Regions from separate parts of the Sus scrofa genome. Here regions 1, 3, 4 and 5 are each linked to region 2. The links are chromatin contacts, called in public Hi-C, HiChIP or PLAC-seq and promoter capture Hi-C maps. All regions are on one chromosome and are shown on one strand. Each heading gives the region's core, a stretch centred on a gene start, on an enhancer-like site or on the middle of the called end of the contact. The rest is flanking DNA. Distances are from core to core; before and after follow the strand shown. Region 1 holds the start of UEVLD (ubiquitin-conjugating enzyme E2 variant 3). Region 2 holds the start of GTF2H1 (general transcription factor IIH subunit 1). Region 3 holds the start of TMEM86A (lysoplasmalogenase-like protein TMEM86A). Region 4 holds the start of SPTY2D1 (protein SPT2 homolog). Region 5 holds the start of IGSF22 (immunoglobulin superfamily member 22).

Region 1 (2,700 bases), core at 198-2,697, 280 kb before region 2:
TGCTCTTAACAGGCCTCTTATCCTTCAAGCTTCTCGTCTCCTACCTGGTCTCCCAGCTTTGACTCTTGCCCCACCACACACACCGCAGTCTCTTCACAACACAGTAGTCAGACTTAGTCTTTTATAACTCAGTCAGATTGTGTCACTCCTCTGTTTAAAACCCTCCAGTGGCTTCCTCTTCTCTCAGGGCAAAAGCCTGAGAGAGAAAAAAAAGCAGCCTCTGACATCTGGAAACTGGACTGAGCCAGCTAGGTCTTAGGCTTGTTAGAAGCTGACCTGACCCTCACAGCCTGGCTCCTGTTGTCTCCTGCTGGATATAAACAATCTCTCAGAACACCAACATCAGGAAGGGTCACTCAGACCATGACAAAAATGAGACAAAACAAGGCCCCCAATGTCCTCTCTTGCTTTTTGCTGAAGGTGGTATTTATGGTGAGGGCTTCTGCCATTTCGGCCAGTTACTCAGTTCTCCTGGGTCTTTCCCAAGTATACAGTGTTATGAACTTTTGTTTAATTTTCTCTTGTTATTACCTCCTGTCAATTCCACTCTTAGATCAGCCAGAAGAACCCAGAAGAGTAGAGGAAAATTTCTTCCTCCCCAACAATATCTAGCAAATAGCCAAGGCTCAACAAAAGTTTGCTGAATTAGTAAGTGCTCCTTCCAGCCTTTCACTTTCTTCTCCTAATGGAGTCACAGCATTCCTATCTCTGGCTCTTCCTATAACTATAATCACCCTCCATCCCACCCAACCTCTCAGACAGTTAAAATAGCCAGCCCCTGGGGACTTTGTAGGCACACTGGCTCAAGCCAGGGATGCAAAGCAGGTAAGTAACTGACTCAAGGAGACCAAAGAAAGCCAGCAAATTGCATCTTTTTGTTTTTTCCTTCTCCAGACGACCTTATCCACCAATTTACTTTCTTTTGTTTTCAAACTCTTTTTGACAGCTGACTTTTTCCTCTGTCTGCCACCAACCTGGTTATGCTCCGCTCCCCCCTCCCCCGCAAAAGGCAACCCCTCCTGGCAATGCTGCATCACCCTCACTCAGCTGTCTTATCTCCCAGTTCTGACAAGACTCCTGCTGCCTCCGTCTTCCTTTCTAGCCCCCCGAAATTTTGCTTTTTAAGTTCCATTACCTCTTCCTTCCTAAATCCAACCACAATTTGGGGTCTTGATCTTTCTCCCTACTGCGCTGTATTTAACATCACCTTTTCGAAACTCTCCGAGAACAGTGCCAATAACTTCTACCTCCTTTCGTGCTCCTCCTTGGACTTCCTATTCCTCTCTTCACAGATGTCCCCAAGTTTCCTTTCCAGCAAGCTGGGTCGTGGTCCTCTCGGCGCTCACGCGTTTCTGACGGCGATCAGGGTGGAGCGGTGGTCAGACTCCAGGCGGAGCCTGGGCGAGCCTGGAGCATTGGACACAAGTGGACTTTCGAGTCTGGGAAGGGGCGGGGCCTTGGACCGGTCGGGAAGTTTGGTCCTCGGCGGCCGCCGTCCAGGGAAGGTGTGTAAGGAGATCGGGTGCTGGGGTGGCAGAACCGTCCTTGCGGTCCCGGCTGGACATGGAATTCGACAGCGAGGGTCTGAGACGACTACTTGGCAAGGTGCGGGCAGCTAGCCGGGCAGCGTCTGGGACCTCGGGGTCTGGGGTTGTTTCCACCCCTGGTCGCACCGCCTCCTCGCGGAGTTTGCTCGGCTTGTCACGGGGCGTAGAGCGGGGGTGGGCTGGTCTGGAACCGACGGCGGGGAATGGGCCCAAGGAGGCGGCGGGCCTCTCCCTCCCAAGGCCCGGCCTCTGGCTCCACCGGCAACTTCGAGATCCCCCCCGACCCCACCCTATCACTTGCTGTGCGGCGTTCTCACGCCACCAGCTTCTCTGCGTCTCAAACAGATTCCGGCTCTGCCCTGTTCCTTTTACCACGCCCTTCTGTTTGCTGAAATGGGCTGCCCCACCTTTTAAGACTCAACTCAGTTATTATTCAGTCCTTCCTCTACTTCCTTTCAGAAGTATAGATGATCACTTTGTGGAGTAACTGTTCGTTTGCAAATCTTGCTGGGGAGGTGGGGTAGGTGGGCGGGGGTGAACTTTTTGATGGCCGAGACCGTGCTGTAGTATTCCCTTCACTTAGCCCTGCGCCCGACTACGATGGTGGTGCTGAGTAACTGCAGTGAATGAAAGCTCTGTGTAGATTTAGGAATGAAGACAGGGCTTGAAGGCCCGGAAGAGATCCTCTTAACATTGAAATGTTGAGTGGGAGGGCCATTTTCCCTGTTAGATCAGGCTTTTAGTCCAGGCTCCCTGATTCCCCACCAGTGTACAGTCTGAGGTAACCACCTTTTTTTGCCTCCAGTTTCTTAGTTTAAATGGTTCATAATGCATTTTAAGACTTAGCCATGTGGAAACATTTATGCCATTTTTGTTGGGTTTGCTTATGTCTTTTTTTTTCCTTCCTTCCATCTTTCTTTCGTTCTTTCCTTTCCTTTCCTTTTTTCTTTCTTTCTTTCCTTTTCTTTTTTGCTTTTTTTAAGGGTATGGAAGTTCCCAGGCCAGGGATTGAATCTGAGCTGCAGTTGTGATCTACCCTCTGTGGCTACGCAGGATCCTTCAATCCACTGTGCCAGAAGGGGAGTGCATTTTTTTTAAGACATAAAATAGTTCTTTTTTTTTTCTCCAGATGTCAAAAAGGCAAATCACATAT
Region 2 (2,700 bases), core at 29-2,528:
CTGAGTGGGGTATGCTGCTTTCCATACTGGGGTTTCTGGTAAGAATCAACGTAAAGAAATTGTTCCAATCCTTCATGGAGTGAATACTTACTGCAAGGTATACTTGAAAGCACTTGGTTTCTGTACGTTTTCAAACTTGGGTCTTCTAGTGGGCAAAAGGTTAAGTTTCTATCTCTCTCACTCCGCCCTTCATTTTACAGACCCTAAAATGGACGTTTGAGAGTCAACCGAATACACTTCCTTAGCCGATTTTGCCTCTGAGAACACTGGGGAAATTGTAAAATAAGCATATTTTTCCACGAGTTGGTGGTCTATCTTAAAGATGACCAAACTGAACATAAGCCAAAACTTGGTGTTTGTGGGGAGTGGACTAGTACACCTGTTAACGGTTTAAGAATGGCAAGACTGACAGGTGTGCAAACACTCTATTAAAAGCTTCTCCCTTACAGAAACCGAAAGACTCAACAACACATTTTCTAACGGGAATGGCTCCTCAGAGAGAGGCTTCCACTCTCTCTCTTCCTTCATTCGCATGAGCCAAGTCTGATCCCGGCTTTGCGTTAAATCTTCGTGTCCCTCTTCTCGGAGAAGTAGGCTTCCTACAGACAAGCAGATTAAGGGTCGCCTCTTCCCTGCTTCAGAATAATATACGGCTACTGAAACCATGGGCTTGGAAGTTGCGGCGACGGCGGAGGTACACAGGTAAAAGGGGCAGATTCCCAACCGTCCCGCGGCCCCCAGGCCTGTCAGCTCCTCAACCACCCACCCACCCCCATTCTTCGGTCTAAACTTACCAGGTGGGAGCTGCGGCCCTGGGCAGAGAGTAAGCTACTGGACTGGGTCGGGTCGTGTTCCGCTGCGCTTCTTACAGACACTGCCGGGAAGAGGTTGAAACCCAGTAGCCGCCGCCGTCGCCACCGCCTCTGTTACTGGGGGGTCTCGCCTCCATCGCTGGCTGCGAGAACTCTGAGGGCACGTGACCGGAAGTACAAAGGCGGGCCGGCGGGCCACGTGACCCCCCAAACGCGGCCGCCATGATACCTTGCGCCAGTTCCCTCCCTCCCCCGCCGGTGCCCGCCCGTTTCATTTCCTCTCGCTGGCTTTAAGCAGCGAAGGGTCCTGGGATCCTGGCTGGCTCACCCCTCTGGCCTAGAGCTCCTCTGGTCTCAGTCGGCGCTGCATCTTCGGCCAGCAAGAACCACCTCACTGCAGGCCGCAGAGCGCGTAATTGCGGCCGCGGCCTTGAGGGGGAGGGACCCCGCGCAAGCGGGGCGTAACTTGTCACGTGACAAGGAAGTACCGTTAATAGCATGGTCCCAGGATTCCCGGCGCTCCGGGATGACGTAGGCCAGGGAGGGGAGGAGCGGGAGAGGATAGTGAAGCTCAGGTGTGGCTCTGAGTGCGCGGTGAGTGTTGTAAGCGCCTAGCGGGGAGAGAAGGTGTGATCCACTGGAAATTGGGGGCTGCTGTCTTGGAGATGGTGTAGCGGAGCTGAGACCTACAGGCTACTGGTCTGTAATCCTGGCTTTGAAAATTTGATTACCGAGGCTCCTTTCAAGAGATCTGAACAAAGTATTAGAATTATTGCTGTTGAGAAGTTAGGAGTTCCACTTGCACTGTTTCCAGTGGTGTGTACAAGACATGTTCAATGCATGAATGAGTGAGTCGCCATTTCCTGGTCTGAGGTGGAGAGTTGTTTATTACTTGGGTAGAAAGAGCTCATTATGGAAGTGGGGGAATCTCTTACTTCCCCTCCGCATTATCTTTTGTTTTTGCTTCCTTCCTTTTCCCTACTCTTCCTTCCACGCACCTAGTGGGGAAAAGAGAACGCTGTGATTTGCATCGGGTGTTCGCAAACACTGGTCTTTTAAAATGAATGAATACTAAGGCGATGAGAAAGGCCTTGATCCTCTGTTCTATGTTACATCAGGCAATGCGGAGAAATGGAAAGGTAATTAGACTTGGACTCAGAATTAATGGATTTTAGTCATAATTCTACTTATATGAGTTCTGTAATCTTGGGCAAGCCAACCCTTCAGAAAGTCTTTTACTTGACTTTGGTAAGCATTTGTGTCCGCCTTCAAATTTCTTAATTTTTTTGCTACTCTAGAGTGTGACAGTCTTAACAGAAGAAATAGTTAAACCGAGTTTCGCAGGAAGATACGGTTTTGTTAGATGAAGGAAGGTTCAAGAAACAGCATATATTAAACCATGGATGCACAGAAAGTTTATACAATGAAACATTTGTGCAGAGGTTTTTTTTGTTTTTGTTTTTTTTTGTCTTTTTGCTATTTCTTTGGGCCGCTCCTGCGGCATATGGAGTTCCCAGGCTAGGGGTTGAATTGGATCTGTAGCCACTGGCCTATGCCAGAGCCCAGCAACGCGGGATCAGGGCTGCGTCTGCAATCTACACCACAGCTCACTGGCAACGCTGGATCGTTAACCCACTGAGCAAGGGCAGGGACCGAACCCGCAACCTCATGGTTCCTAGTCAGATTCGTTAACCACTGCGCCACGACGGGAACTCCCTGTGCAGAGGTTTTTGTTGTTCAGTACATACTTCAAAAAAAATCGTGTTCAGGAAAATTTCAAACATAGACAAAAGTAGACAGGATAATATAATGAACCCTCATGTACACCTAACCCAACTTTAACAATGATCCACATTCTGCTCTTCTTATTTGAACAGAGTTTTAACAT
Region 3 (2,741 bases), core at 18-2,517, 350 kb before region 2:
GAAGCGATTAGGAGCAGCTGAGGTTCCTGGGATACTCCTGCTCTGCCCAAAGTGATATGCCTCTGCAGGGGTAAGTCACCCAGTACAGGGTTCTGGGTACACAGACTCTCAGACCACCAGTCCCTGGTTACCCAGGGACTGATCAGGCTGTGAGGAGGTTGGGAAGAGGCAAAAGGTTGGGTCAGGGTCTAAGCCCATCCTTGCTCTGCCAGGGGTGAGAGCAATGAGAAGAGATGACTGAGTTTCTTCCTGTGGAGCGTCCCTCATGCCGGCTGGTCAGGACAGGGACATAAGCAGATGAGCAGACAGCTTATCCTCAAGGTCCCCTGATCGCCCCAGTATCCACCTGCCAGCCCTTGGAAGTATCTACATCCCTCCCCCCAGCCCCATATTTCCTAGAAGGAGAAACAAGCAGTAGTAGCTGGGGAGGCTTCCGCAGTCAGAGAATCCAACACTAGAAGGAGGAGGGGGACGAGGGAGAGACAAAGGTTCAGGTGAGAAAGTCTGAACAAGGAGAAGTGTCAACGGAGAACGACCCCTTTTCCTCCAACGCGTTATCAAGGCTGCTAAGACTCAGAGGCGTCCCCTGCACCGCCCCTGATTTGTTTACAAGATGAGGAAAGGGAAGAAACAAATTTGGAACAGGATTCTCAGGAGGTCCCAGTCACCCTCCTGCCCTCCCCCGCCCTCTCCCAGGCTGGGCTGTGATCTGCCCACGCACAAGCCCGCGGCTCGCTGCCGTCCCCTTCCTCTCCCCAGCAGCGACCCAGCCGACCCGCGCCAGACACACAGAGATCAACAAAGTCACGCTTCCGAGTCACGTGCCCACTGTTTTCCTCCCTCCCGGGAGACGGCCGGGGGCGCGCGGAGGAGGGGCGCCGAGGTCTGGGATGCGGGGGACCGTGACAGCACCGCCTCCCGCCTGGGGACGCTGGCAGCCACGGGATCCCTGCCCTTCCCCGGCCCCCGGCGGCTTGGCCTTCCGCAGTCCAGTCCCCAGGCCGGTGGGCTCCGGCCGCGCCGGACACTGGTTCGCTGGCTCGCTCACTCACCACAGTGACCGGAGAAACCATGGCGGCAGAGGCGGAGGCTGGCACCCCACTCCGGGCTGCCGCAGCCACGGCGCGTCCGCGGCCAGGTAAGGCGGCGACGACGCAACAAAGCCTCGGCAACCGACAATACCTCCCGCGCGCCGGGAGCTGAGGAGTTGGGTCTGAGATCCCCACGACGTCACTGCAGACACGGCCAATGAGAGTTGGTGGGGGCCAGACTCGGCTGGCGAGGCGGGCTAGGCCCCGCCCACTCCACCCCCCACCCCGCCCCTACTGCCCTGTGCAAAGAGGCATCTCCCTGGGGACAGGCGATGGGGCCCTCAGGGCCCCGCCTCTCTGGGAATGTAGGCCGAGGCATCCCAGAAGGTAACCACGACCCCAGGCCCTGGGTGAGAACAAAGATTGGCCATGAGCCAAACACATTCCTGTCATGGACACACACGGCTACACACATTTTTCTAAAAACCCCAGGATGAGAGGCAAAGACAGATTCCCTTCAGCCTATAAACATGCAACAAGGACACAGTGGCAAGTAGATCCACAATCTTCACCACGTACAAAGACACATCCAAATGGACACGCGATAATCAACAGACTCACAACTTTGTTCTTTTTCTTTTCTTTTTTTTTTTTATCTTTTTAGAGCCGCACCCGTGGCACATGGAGGTTTCCAGGCTAGGATTTGAATCGGAGCTGTAGCTGCTGGCCTACCCCACAGCTCGCAGCAACACTGGATCCTCAACCCACCCAGCGAGGCCAGAGATGGAACCTGCGGCCTTATGGATACTAGTCAGATTGGTTTCTGCTGAGCCAGGACAGGAACTCCAGACTCACTTTCTTTTTTTTTTTTGGCTTTTTGCTATTTCTTTGGGCCGCTCCTGCGGCATATGGAGGTTCCAGGCTAGGGTCCAATCGGAGCTGCAGCCACCGGCCTACGCCAGAGCCACAGCAACGTGGGATCCGAGCCACGTCTGCAACCTACACCACAGCTCACGCAACGCCGGATCATTAACCCACTGAGCAAGGCAGGGACCGAACCGCAACCTCATGGTTCCTAGTCGGATTCGTTAACCACTGCGCCACGACGGGAACTCCAGACTCACTTTCAATATGAAAACAGACACATGGCAGCCCCATAGATCCACACATAGGCATAAACACATCATAGGATCACAATCACCCTTAGGTGCCAAACAGGTACATAGACAGAAAACTGACAACCACAGGTCTACACAGACACGTATATAGGCATGCAGCAGCCTATAGACATGAAAAAAACACGGTTACTCAATTGCCCTTAAGCACCTCTCGCAACTCAAGAGACAACTGGAACACACACAAGAACATACCAGAAATGGTAGGCAGACCCAAGCATACTTAAGGACCCAAAGGAGTGTGAACTAAGTCTGCCAAAATTGCAACTTAAGCAGATTAATGTTGATATTACACAGATTAAAGGCACACAGGCACATATGGAACTAAATGTGTTTAGAATCATGGGAATTACATAAGAACTGGTAGGCAGTCAAATGGACTGGGATCTAGTCCCAGTTTTGCCACTTCCATGCCGTGTAGTTGGGTGAATCAATTTCCCTCTCTGGCTTTGATTTCTTCATATATAAGATAAGCAGATGATCTCTAAGCTTCCTCCCAAGTCCAACGTGTGTAGGATGGTGAAGGGTGAGGGCT
Region 4 (2,700 bases), core at 170-2,669, 320 kb before region 2:
CCCAACTCTGCTAAAAACCATGCTTCTTTGGAGGAGTTCCTCAGAGCTTTCTGAGAGATTATCTCTTGGGCTGTAGTCTGTAGTTTGACCTGAATAAAACCTTTTTTATTCCTATTATGGATTGTTTACTGCTTATTTCTATCAACATTATGAATTTGGGGGGACATACAACTTATCCTGTAATAGCCAGGTACTAATTTACAGTTCTTATATGCAATATTTTACAGCAATTCTATCACTGCTATTTTACCATCCTAAACTGAGGTACAGAGAGAGGGGAAGCTCTTGCCTAAGGTCCTGCAATAGCTAGGATTCAAGAAGGCTGGGGCTTGAACCCTGAAAACCAATCACCACAAGTTTATGGAGTGCTAAACAATGAGTTGGAGCTGGCCCGGCAAAGGTTAAAGGGTGCATACCAAGCAGATGGGATTATTTGGAGAGGGCCTGGAGTGGAAGAGTTTGGCACTTCTAATAGAATGATAGAATCAGGCTGATGATGTTAAAGAGGGCCAGGGTCAATCATAGAAGTTCTTAACAGGATAGGGCAGCATTGAGATTTTGATCTTCTGAGTTTCTGCTGTGGCCCAGTGGGTTAAGAAAGCTGCTTGGACTGCAGCAGCTCTGCTTGCTGCAGAGGTACTGGTTTCATCCCCTGGCCCTGCACTGTGGCGTAGGTCCCAGAGGAGTTGGATTCAATCCCTAGCCTGGGAACTTCCATATACTGCAGATGCAGACATTTAAAAAAAAAAAAAACAAAAAAGATTAAAAAAAATTTTTTTTTGTCTTTTTAGAACCTGCAGCATATGGAGGTTCTCAGGCTAGGGGTCAAGTGGAGCTACAGCTGCCGGCCTATACCACAGCAACAGCAACATGGGATCCAGGCCGAGTCTGCAACCTACCCCACAGCTCACGGCGTTGCCAGATCCTTATCCCACTGAGCAACGCCAGGGATGGAAACTGTGTCTTTATAGATACTAGTCGGATTCATTTCTGATGAGCTATGGTGTTAACTTGAAGATCTGTTAACCACTAAATGATGACTCTGAATAGAGAACCACAGGAAGGACATTGTAAAATCTTAGTTTTAATTTTTAAGAGATGAGGAACCTATCATCTGTTTTTTCAATATATTAGACCCAAGCTCCCATATAACTCACAATCTCCAGAGGGTGAAATATTTATAGTTGGTCTCCTGCAAGTGTAAACTACTTAAAATGGATAGTTATGTATTTGAAAGGAATACAGAGCATCCGAGATCAATGTGCTCTGTGGGGCTCCCCAGAGGGAATAAAAACTTAATCTTGGTCTATTGCTTGGGCAGCCTTAAATGGAGAAATGTAGTCAGGGCCACGCTTCAGCATTAAAACTTGGGTTGAAATAGTAAGACAGGCTTTGCCTAATCTTTTAAAACAGTTTTACTGAGATAATTTACATACCATAAAATTCACATGTTTTTTAGTGCACGACTTTTTAGTAAAATAACAGCACAGCCATCAGCACAATCCAGTTTCCAAGAATTTCCATCACACCAAAATATCCCTACTGTTTGCTGCCAATCTGGCTTGTTCTTACCCACAGACCCAGGTCTGCCTAATTAGTGTATTTTACTGACCTCAGATAACTCTTTCTCCCCCGCCTCCCCTCTCTTTTTCTTTTTTTTAAAGGTCGAGCCCAGGGCACACGGAAGTTCCTCAGCCGGGGATGGAACTCGCACCGCAGCAGCCACCCAAGCCGCTGCACTGAAAATGCTGGGTCCTTAATCCGCCACACCACAAGACAACTACCCCAGATGACTCTTTAAAGGAACTCAGAACTGGCCTCCCAAAGAATATTAATATGAATATGGGGCATATTTGTATTTCATCAGTGCGCCAAGTGTATCCAGGCTGGGTCTGTATGTGAGAAATTTCTTCATCCACTGAACAAAACACTGTTGCCTGCCCTACGCGCGGGGCTTATCTAAAGGAGACTAAAGCTGTAAGCGGGCTCCCCTGTACACGGCACACGTGCATTAGTGTAGGAGGTGAGCACACACCCTCTGCCAGCACGCGATGAGTAATGTGTACCCAAGACAGTCGGGGCCGTGTGCGCCTGCGCGGTTCCGCGAGTACCTACAAACGGGTAACTGAAACCCCTGCTCGAGACCTGTCGGTTTGGCGGTTGGGGCGCCGCCGTCTCGAACCTGAGCATCCACCCGTGATTCCCAGGGAACCCAGGCCGGGTAGGTAATCCCTCATCCCCTTGCTTCCCCTACGTAGAGCTCACAACGAGCAAAATCGGCAGGCCTCGCGCCAGGGTTGCTAGGAGAGCCGCTGTCTTTAGCCACACCCCGTAATTTACCAGGCCGAGTCTCCTTACATGTAAGGATTAGACCCGCCCCCTTGAGCCGACGCCAGCAGCCACGTAGTACGTTTCTACGTGTCTCGAGCCTAAAAGCGGAAGTTACACCAAAGACTCGCGAGGGAAGCGGCGGACCTGAAATGGTATTGGGCGCTGAAGGGAAGGGGGCGGGCAGACGGCATTGCTAAGCGCCGGAAGTGGTCTTGCATAGGAGGGGTAGGAGAGAGGCTAGCCAAGCAGTTCATTCGGCTGTTGCTGGTCGCCTCGGTAAGGCGTGTTTCCACCGCTCTCCGAGCGTCTGGCCCAGTTCTCCGCCTCGGCCAGAATGGACTTCAGGGAGATTCTCCTGATAGCTTCCAA
Region 5 (2,700 bases), core at 177-2,676, 380 kb before region 2:
CCTGCCTGGTCCCGAAAATTCCTCCAGCCTTGGCCCCAGTCTCAGTCCCTCCCATCCCCCAAAGCAGTGTCCCAGCCTAGGGCAGCTGAACAGCCTGAGTAAGGGATCACCCCCAGGGGGCCAGACATTTAAGGAACCAGTGACTCCTGGTGGCCCCATTGCAGGGGCAAAGGGAGAAGGAGACTGGCCAGTCTGCAGCCCAGGCACCAGCTGAGCCTCCAAGGCCGTGGACAAAGCAGTCGAGGGTTAAGAAGGATTGGTCACACTAAGGTAAGTCTTCCCTCTTCCCTCAGGAAAAGGGCAGAGTCTGCTACCTTCTGAGCCCAGAGACAGCAGGAGCTGGGACAGGGGAGCTGGTCTCAGAACTGGGAGAGCAAAACAGGCCAGGCAGAGACGTATCAATCACCGGGTGAGAGGGTAAAGTTTAGTCCCACACCTTCCAGCTCGAAAGAAAACTGTGCAGTCCCCTGGAAGGGCACTGGTCTGGGAGTCCCGAAGCCAAGGTTGTGGCCTGAGTGTCTTTGGATAGTTTCTCTTAAACAGAATAGGGTTTTTAAAACTGCCACTCTGGTGAAATCGAAGGTGCTATGGAGCTGTTAACAAGAATGAGGAAACTTTGAACTGGGATGGGAAGCTCTCCACGAGGCATAAAGTAAAAAGAGAGCTTAAGAGTGTGTATACGAGGCTACTTTACATGTAAAAAAGGACAGTGCAGACAAAGACATGCTCCTGTTTGTGTGAAGGAGCTCCAGAAGGAGCCCAGAGACCGCAAGTGGTTACCTGCTGGGGAGGGTTGGGAGAGGGCCGGGGAGGGGAGGGAGCTCCTTCACACGGAGTTTCTATTGTTTTATTTTTTAACTGTGAATTATCAATTCCAGAGGGGGGAAAAATTTGGGAAATAAGAATGTAACCTCTGTCTTTACCATATCACAAGTGACAAAGCTGTAGAAACACACTGTCATCAGGCTTAGCATTCCCCCCATGCCAGGGCTCCCCAGGGCCGGGCATGAAGATCTGCAGTTTCCTTTCAAGGCCTGCTCTGGTATGGCTTAATCAGGAAGTTCCTTCTCAGGTCTGACTTCATTTCCTTCTGATGAAACAGCCAGCGCTGCCTCCCTAGTTCCATGTAGCTATCAATAGATATCCTCAACTCCCTCTGGGCCTTACTGGATTTGCTGGGTCAGTCTAAGCCCTACATCCTCCCCCTCCAAGGATTTGGAAGGATTTGGGGGTCACTCAGTGGAGGACAAGCCCATTGGTCCTTGTAGCCAACCAGGGAAAGGGAGACACCACGGGAAGAGAAGAGAGGCCAGAGAGAAGAGGCTTGCCACTGACCTCTCCTCTGCACAGCCATCTCCCCGTGTGCCCACCTGTCCTGTCCCTTCCCCCCCGACACACACATAAGGACATCTCTGAGTCTCTCTCCTGCTCCCTTCTTTGTCCTTCGTGGCCTCATCCTCTCCCTGGTTCTCCCAGGTGAGTGCCCACGCCTGCTGTCACCATGACAACCATTCACCGCAAGCAGATGGTTCAGAAACACGTGTCCATGGAGTTCTCCAGCTCCACCACCCACGTGCAGACCTTCTCCCAGACAACCAAGATCGTGGGAGGCAAGTAGAGTGGGAGCAGTGCGGGCAAGGGGGGGATCAGGTTGGGGCAGCCTTTCTTTCTACAGTCTTGGCGACTCCTGGGCCCCTCAAGAGCCCAATATACCCCCAGAAACCCTTCCCAACCTGTCTTCTAATCTGTGCTTTGATAAAGCTTAGCCAGCTGGATGCTCACCCACAGATTGGATCTCCAGGAGAACAGCTTAGGAAAAATCAATCACATGGATGTGTATGAGTGATGGATGACTGTTAATTGCTTGAGGCAATCAGAGCCATAGGCAAATGCACGAATCTCCAACAATAGGATTTCAGGCATGGAGGAAGTTAGAGAGGTAGCAATCTTACCAGCCATGAGTAACAATGCTAGCCCTGCTCCACTTAAAACAGAGAAGACTTGGAACTGCCAGTAGAGAGAGTCATATAAACAAGTGACTTGAGTTTCCAGGCGCTCGGCCCTTGGGGACCAGACTTAGGGGAGGTTGGATCCAAGGGAAAGCTGAGAAACAGTCTCAGAGCAGAACAGATTGTTTTAGTCATTGTCTCTAGAGGAAAGTGATTAAAAGATGGCCAGGGACCAGGATATTGAATACCCGTCCTCCCAGCTGTTGCCTCTCCTTCAGAACCCTTTGTGCACAGAGTTCAAGCCCAGATAAACACTCTTTACCAACTCCTTTTTTTTTTTTTTTTTTTTTTTTTTTTTTTTAGGGCTGCATCCATGGCATATGGAGATTCCCAGGCTAGGTAGGGGTCAAATCGGAGCGAATCCAAGCCATGTCAGCAACCTACACCACAGCTCACGGCAACGCCGGATCCCCAACCCACCGAGGCCAGGGATCAAACCCACGTCCTCATGGATACTAGTCGGATTTGTTCCCACTGAGCCATAACGGGAACTCCCTCTCCATTTTTAGCAGAGTTTACTTTTTTTTTTTTTTTTTTTTTTTTGTCTTTTTGTCTTTCCTAGGGCTGCTCCCTCAGTATATGGAGGTTCCCAGGCTAGGGATCCAGTTGGAGCTGTAGCCACCAGCCGACGCCAGAGACACAGCAACACGGGATCCCAGCCGCATCTGCAACCTACACCACAGCTCACGGC

The links. Promoter capture Hi-C pulls out the DNA fragments that hold promoters and counts their contacts. A called contact is a pair of places that touch in the nucleus more often than the background predicts. HiChIP or PLAC-seq counts read pairs in DNA pulled down with a chosen protein or histone mark.
Region 1: a contact with region 2 is called in a Hi-C map of skeletal muscle, with 2.4 times the contacts expected there. The contact joins the promoter of UEVLD here to the promoter of GTF2H1 in region 2. A contact is called at or near these places in 1 of 5 promoter capture datasets (liver), 2 of 47 Hi-C or Micro-C datasets (heart right ventricle and skeletal muscle) and 2 of 2 datasets of contacts at active chromatin or transcription factors (alveolar macrophages and skeletal muscle).
Region 3: a contact with region 2 is called in a Hi-C map of liver, with 5 times the contacts expected there. The contact joins the promoter of TMEM86A here to the promoter of GTF2H1 in region 2. A contact is called at or near these places in 1 of 5 promoter capture datasets (fetal liver) and 2 of 47 Hi-C or Micro-C datasets (heart right ventricle and liver).
Region 4: a contact with region 2 is called in a promoter capture Hi-C map of liver, with 3 times the contacts expected there. The contact joins the promoter of SPTY2D1 here to the promoter of GTF2H1 in region 2. A contact is called at or near these places in 2 of 5 promoter capture datasets (fetal liver and liver), 3 of 47 Hi-C or Micro-C datasets (heart right ventricle, liver and skeletal muscle) and 2 of 2 datasets of contacts at active chromatin or transcription factors (alveolar macrophages and skeletal muscle).
Region 5: an H3K27ac HiChIP or PLAC-seq map of alveolar macrophages shows a contact between it and region 2. The contact joins the promoter of IGSF22 here to the promoter of GTF2H1 in region 2. A contact is called at or near these places in 1 of 5 promoter capture datasets (fetal liver), 1 of 47 Hi-C or Micro-C datasets (embryonic fibroblasts) and 1 of 2 datasets of contacts at active chromatin or transcription factors (alveolar macrophages).

Annotation. Positions count from the first base shown.
Region 1 is chr2:40,615,639-40,618,338 of Sscrofa11.1, forward strand. UEVLD (ubiquitin-conjugating enzyme E2 variant 3) reads left to right here and starts at 1,448. Exons shown (of 12, transcript XR_002341551.1): 1 at 1,448-1,605. It overlaps LOC100523888 (a long non-coding RNA gene), which reads right to left and starts at 1,452. Exons shown (of 2, transcript XR_002341553.1): 1 at 1,208-1,452.
Region 2 is chr2:40,899,313-40,902,012 of Sscrofa11.1, forward strand. It overlaps GTF2H1 (general transcription factor IIH subunit 1), which reads right to left and starts at 1,279. Exons shown (of 15, transcript XM_013994506.2): 1 at 795-1,279.
Region 3 is chr2:40,549,571-40,552,311 of Sscrofa11.1, forward strand. TMEM86A (lysoplasmalogenase-like protein TMEM86A) reads right to left here and starts at 1,268. Exons shown (of 3, transcript XM_003122930.3): 1 at 1,053-1,268. The coding sequence starts at 1,073.
Region 4 is chr2:40,580,397-40,583,096 of Sscrofa11.1, forward strand. It overlaps SPTY2D1 (protein SPT2 homolog), which reads left to right and starts at 1,420. Exons shown (of 6, transcript XM_021083260.1): 1 at 1,420-2,221.
Region 5 is chr2:40,522,578-40,525,277 of Sscrofa11.1, forward strand. IGSF22 (immunoglobulin superfamily member 22) reads left to right here and starts at 1,427. Exons shown (of 25, transcript XM_003122929.4): 1 at 1,427-1,614. The coding sequence starts at 1,502.